2 separate regions of the Hordeum vulgare genome follow, and region 1 is linked to region 2. Evidence: chromatin contacts called from public Hi-C data. All regions are on one chromosome and are shown on one strand. The core of a region is the stretch at or near the end of the contact, and the rest is flanking DNA. Distances in the headings are between cores, read along the strand shown. Region 1 has its middle 21 kb from the start of LOC123398204. Region 2 overlaps LOC123395488.

The links. A called contact is a pair of places that touch in the nucleus more often than the background predicts.
Region 1: a contact with region 2 is called in a Hi-C map of leaf, with 2.7 times the contacts expected there. The contact joins two enhancer-like sites. A contact is called at or near these places in 2 of 6 Hi-C or Micro-C datasets (leaf and seedling).

Annotation. Positions count from the first base shown.
Region 1 is chr5H:108,430,004-108,433,090 of MorexV3_pseudomolecules_assembly, reverse strand. No RefSeq gene overlaps it. Among protein-coding and RNA genes, the nearest start is that of LOC123398204, 21 kb to the left of the region's middle. Within about 2 kb of position 1,735, at least 2 of the 3 cell types and tissues checked have open chromatin away from gene starts, as enhancers often do. A contact at or near this core is called in leaf, where this site is marked.
Region 2 is chr5H:108,058,025-108,061,432 of MorexV3_pseudomolecules_assembly, reverse strand. It overlaps LOC123395488, which reads right to left. Exons shown (of 2, transcript XM_045090493.1): 2 at 2,826-3,387. The coding sequence ends at 3,341. Among protein-coding and RNA genes, the nearest start is that of LOC123395488, 32 kb to the right of the region's middle. Within about 2 kb of position 2,127, at least 2 of the 3 cell types and tissues checked have open chromatin away from gene starts, as enhancers often do. A contact at or near this core is called in leaf, where this site is marked.

The DNA.
Region 1 (3,087 bases), core at 486-2,985, 370 kb before region 2:
TGTTGTGGAGTTGAACCAAGATGTTTGTAAGGGCAATGAGATCGCCTACTTTGTGAAGATCTACCGTGAGTAAGACTAGTCCTCCGTGGACGGAAGCCATGGTGGGATAAACAAGGCCGCTTCTTTGTGCACCCTCCGTGGGTGGAGCCCTCCGTGGACTCCCGCAGCCTTTACCCTTCGTGGGTTGAAGTCTCCACTAATATGGACGTACGATAGCGCCACCTATCGGAATCATGCCAAAAATCGTCGTGTCAACCTCATTCGTTTAATCTCCCTACCTTACTCCTCTATTTTACACTTGCATGTTTACTTTCCGCTGCAATACTATTAGAACTGCATGTGTAGGGTGTACTTGACCTGTTATAATTGTCGTAGCTGCCTCTCAAGTAAAATTGGGGAAAGGCAAAAAAATTATCTTGTCAAGTAGTCTAATCACCCCACCCCCCCTCTAGACATACTTTCGATCCTACACGCGGGGTCCTAGCGGTGCCGGTGTGGTCGCGGATGAAGCTGGTGGAGGAAGATCCAGATTGGGGGAAACCCCTTGGTTGGCCCCGGCTGGCCCCGCCGATGACAACACTCAAGGGCGCCACTGTTCTTCTTGGATACGTCGGTCTACGCCTACTCCTCCACTTCCCACCTCCGTGCCTCGCGGGTGAAAACCCTAACTCCGGTGGGCAGCGGTGACGTCCTGACCTTCCTAAAGGCGTCGCCTTGAGGGTTGAGTGGTGGTGGGCACTATATGGGTCCTTGACAGTTTGTGGTGGTGGGCACTGCTTCGGGGGAAAACGTAGGATCTAGTCTTCCAGATCGAACGATGGCGGCACCGCGGTGCTGTTTCTCTCTTGGAAGCATCGTTTGTGGAGCAGCGCTGGATGACAGAGGCAGAAGGTGGAGCGGTTTCGTCTTGCATAGCGTTTTGGTGGAGTTGTCAAGTCAAGCATGTCCGACACGTGCTATGTTGAGTGATGCCTGATTGGCGGGTGCTACGCACGACAGTTATTTCAGAATCTTCGCGTTTGAACGGATGACCGCATGGCGGTAGCGTCGTTGGGCGTCGTGGTGGCGTCGACGAATGTTCGGACTGGCAAGCATGATGCGGATCTCTCTCCTGAAGATGGGTCAGTGGACCGATGATGACGACGGCTTCTAAAACGGTGCGTTTTAGGTGTGCTGCACCGGCTGTTTGTCCCGATGCGTTATGTGGGTGGATTGACGATGACACCGATTTTAGATATAGGGGAGTGAGAGCACTCCATATTATCGACTTTATAGATGTGAGTGATGACTTCGAATAGATTGATGTATGTTTTTGTCAGACCTCTGTGAAATAATTAATAAAGATGGCTGCATGCGTCGATTGATGCAGAGGCCGTGGGTTTAACCTTCTTTTCTAAGAAAATAATCTCCTTAATTGTCAATCTTATGCATCAAACATTACATGGTCCTTAATACTCTAAGATTTAAGCATAAAGTATCTCCTCGTTTGCCCCAATCAGCATTCTTTATTAAGCTTCCACGGGCCTACTTTTGCAGTCGGATGACCTTCATCTCCGGGGAGAGCCGCGTAGAATTTTGTCAATGCGTTTCATCACCTCCTACTATAGGAGGCAGCTTGGCGTGCATAGGAACGGACGAGACGCGTCATGTGCCACGTGGCCTCGACTGTACAAGCCGTCGCTACTGTGCATCAATCAACTAAACTAAACGGACCTTCTCAGCTGATTGGAAGGCAAGCCCTCAGACAGTTGTCAGGAAACCACGCGGTTTGTTCTTTCCCAGGCAGTCGTCCTGCCTTGCACTCGAGTGGTGCGATGGAGGCGGCAGAAAAATGCAGAATGACTAACCATGCCATGTCCAGGAGACAAATACAACGGTGACACTTTTGTACTGTAGTTTGTGTTAAGCTCATGTGATCTTCCACGAAAACAGCGCCCTTTCGGTGTGGAAATTTGAACGCGCTCTTCTCCTCTCAGTTTGCTAATCGAAAGGGAAAAAGAACATTAGGCTGGTCATAGTGAAAGTAACTTAGGTATTCCCTCCGTTTCAGTTTATAAGTCCGACACGTGTATCTAGGACGTTAATTTGACCAACTTAATGAAAAACATATATTACAAAAAATATATCATTAAAAACTTTAGATGTTCCATCTTTAATGATATAATTTTTTTATGTTAAATAATATATTTTATATAAGTCAAATTGACGACCTAGGTACACGTGCATGCCTTATAAACTGTGATGGAGGAAGTAGTATCATGTACTTCTAACTAGCAAACATGCTGATGTGACAGACATTTAAAAAAAAGGAGGTTAGAGTAACATAGGTAGAAACCGTAACATGTTAAATGATATGCTACTATGTGTCATGCATGTTAATAAATAAGATCATCTATGATACTAGGTTATGATACTATGCATTATAAAGATAGTATCATACAATAATATCATATGATGCTACTATATGATACTCTCACTATGATCAGCCTTACAAAGAACAATGTGTTGGGTCCCTAGTCTATGTAGTCGTGTATACATATGTACGTTAATCTCGGCTTAGTCCTCAACATGATGACCTTTTGTACATCTTATATATTGGCACTGGATGCCCGTGAATACATGTGTGTTGCATCCTATCATCTCTCTACACAATGTAAAAAATGGATCACATTATACATGTCGATTTATTAATATAAGGATTTGTTTATGTCTAAATCGGCTGAGATTTAGTTAGGTCTTCATTAAGTTCAGAAAAGTTCAATTTCGGCTTAACAGAAAATGTATGCAAATACTTTTAACTCAACTAAAGTTTTACTTTTGTAATGGATCGAGATTTCAAAAACTACCCAAGTCTACTAAAATTTACAAAGCCATTTGTTACAAATTTGGCGAACTTAAAAAGGATTTGACTTCACAAAAAACGTGGGTTATACTATATTTTATCTTGACGTTGCCAACTAAACATAGCGTAGTTCGTTAGATTTTTCCCGATGACACACCCATCGACCTGGATTTAAATCTTGACTTTATATAGATGCTCTCACTATTTTAGACTTTTGCAAGTGTACATTCATAAAAACTACTCCC
Region 2 (3,408 bases), core at 878-3,377:
GAAAGTTATCGCTGCTGAATTCGCCAATCACATCCTTGACAATATTCACTATGTGCATTATTCGCCTCAACTGGATAAAATCATAAGCATTGCATATGAACAAGAAAGCAGACGATGGGCCTAAATGCAACTCCCTTACTTCATGGAAAATGGTTTGTCAACCCAAACGGTGGCATTGGAGTTCTAAACCTACAAGTGCAAAATGACGCATTGCTATTCAAATTCTTACACAAGTTCAACAATTGTTCCATGGTGAACTTGGTCTAGAACACCTATTATTCACACGTGATCCCCCATGCAACGGACCTGTGTGGATCCTTTTGGTGGCGCGATGTCATGCAACTTAGTTTGTTCTTCAAAGAGATCTCCATGGTGCAGATTAAGTGTGGCACTACATCACTCTTCTGTAAGGATGTACGACATAAAGTAATACTCGCTAATAAGTATCCAAGGGCCTTTTCGTATACTACAATCCTAGATGCATCAGTGAGAAGCTTTCTTCTCACTTGAGAACTATGAACCGCCTTCCACCCCCTACTATTTGTTCAAGACCATGATGAAGTGAAGCAACTGCAAGTGGATCTAAGAGACACTGATATTTCAAGATTCAGCAATTACAAATGGTCCTACATCTGGGAGGCGAATGAATTCAAGGCAGCGGCGTACTATGCTTACTACTTGAAAGATGTAATAGTGCACGAGGCCTTCAAATGGCTATGGAAGTCCAAGAGCACCCCCAAACTTAGGGGTTTTGGATGGCTCCTCCTTTCCAACAAAATAAACACTAGAAACATACTCAAACAGAGACACTACGACAATGGAAACAACCTGGATTGTCTTCTGTGTGAAACACACGGTGAAGATACAGTTGAGCATCTGTTCATTCAATGCACCTTTAGCCTAGCATGTTGGCAATCTCTGGATGTTCAGTGACCACCGATTGGGGATATACTACAAATTGTTGAGGCTAGAAAAAACAAGTGGAGGAGGGGCATGTTCATGGACATCTTCTAGTGGCGGCCTTGAGCCTTCGAAAGGAACGTAATAACAATTATTTCCATGCAATACCAACAACTTTCTTCTCGTGGAAGGAAAGATTTAACCAAGACTTCTTCAATCTGAGATTTAGAGTCTCTGAAGAAGAAAAGGAGCAGTTTATGACTACCTTTACGTGTGTGCATACCTGAACACCACCTACTAGTGTAGCCACTTCTTTACCTTTTTCCACACACCCAAAGTGGTGTGTGAGGACTTCACATGTAAATATATACTTATTCTTTTGAGATAGAAAAGCAAAATGCAGCCGATTTCTATTTGCCGCCCATGGGCGTCAAACTATCAAGCAAATGCAGACATTAAAGCAAGTTGGACCGACCGACTACACGGTTCATGCTGTTACTTCATTCGCTATTGTTTCTTTCGTTTTTTTCATCTTCTTCCACGTTATAGTTTTCTACTGTTTTTTCCGTTTTGCTTTATTTTTTCCTTTTGTTTATCTTTTTTGCTGTTTTTTGTGTATTATACAAAATATCCACCGCGTATTAGAAAAATGTTCATCATATATTATGAAAATGTTGCCATATATTTACAAAATACTTCATCATGTATTATGATTTTTTACCATGCATTACAAAGTTTTAAGTGTATTTTTCATCATATAATACAAAGAGTTCAACATGTATTAAAAAAAGGTTCATTCTACATTACGAAAAAGTTCAATGTGTATTTAGAAATGTTCAACATGTATTACAAAAAAAGTTCACTTTATTAAAAAATACTCATTCTGTATTTAGTAAAATGATCAGTGCGTTTTTGATAAATGTCAACCATATATTACAAAAAAGTTCACTGTATTATAAAATCAATTTCAGTGTATTTTTGAAAAATGTTAACCATATACTATTAATGTTATTATATTACATAAAACTATGTAAAAATAAGAGGTTCAAAATAAACATTAAACCCCAATTTTGGAAAATAAAAAAAAATTGGTTTGCTACAGCCAAACAACTGTTACAGTACTTCTGTCGCTACAGTTCCTCTTACAGGGCCGGTCATTTGCGCACGCCCTGTACGTCAGCGCGTCTATTGGACGCCGCCTGTGGGCGTCGAACAGTGACTCTCCAAAATGGAGTAGAAGGGTCTCCTACTGTTTCCATGGTAAAAAAAGACGGATCACATACAACCCTTCCTTCTGTATATGGGCCAGCCGCCCCATGGTGCTAGGGAGTTGCGTGACTTCTTTGTCCCACACGCAAATCACACGTCTGTGTTATTTTTCCTCCTTTTTTATTTTCATTTTTTATGTATAAATATATATATTCCCTAAAGTTAATAATGTCCACCATAAATTGGAAAAAAATAGTATATAATTTTTGTAAGCATGTATTTTAAAAAGTATTGGTAGCCTTAAAGAAATGTGAATGACATTTAAAAAACTTCATTTGTTTCAAAGAATACATGTGACATTTTTGAAAAATCTTATACTCGAAAAATATATACGTTTCAGTCTTTCAGATGTATAAGAAAGATGTACAACGTGTATGAAAAGAAATAAACATCATAGCATGTATTTGAAATAATATTTTAATCATGTATTTGGAAAATGTTGTGCGTGTTTAAAAATATTGTTTCAGATGTGTAGTCAAAATGTTGCAATTTGTATGAAAAAAGTAGACATTAAAACATGCATTTAAAAAAAGTTGATAATGTATTTGAAAAATAATAAACATGAATACAAATAATGTTTCAGATGCATAAAAAATACAACATATACGAAAATAAATAAGAAATTAAAATATTTATTTGAAGAAATGGTAATCATGTATCTGAAAAATGGTAGACTTGTATAAATAATGGTCCTGATGTGTACAAAAATAGATATAGTGTGTGAAAAGAACTAGACATTTGTTACTAAAAAAAGAAAACAAAATAAGTGAGGAAAGATATTGGAAAAAGAACAAGCAAACAAACCATGTAAAACAGATTAAAAAAAACAGGAAGACATGTGCGACGCTACTGTATTGTGCCAGTCCAATTGTGCTATTGTATTACATCTCAATTCGGGGAACATAACCCTCCGCGGCACCGTGATACAAGCTCCAAGTCCAAGCGATCGACTAAAAAAGACACTAAAAAAGGTAATAGTTCTAAAAAAATACTAAAAAAGGCGCTATGTTGGTATGGTATAGGCTGGTGGAAGGGAAGGTCCTTGAGGCACATCCTTTACGTATCCGTCGGAACAAATCAGTGACCAGAGACGGAGAACACCAGTGCAGCAGTAGCAGTCATCAAATTAAGTCACTGTCCTGTGCCTAGCTTAACATCTGGCTTCGCTTGCTCAGAGACTCAGCCTGTAGGTGGGACACCCGCAGGTTGTCCCACATCCTGCTATATGTGTCCACCACT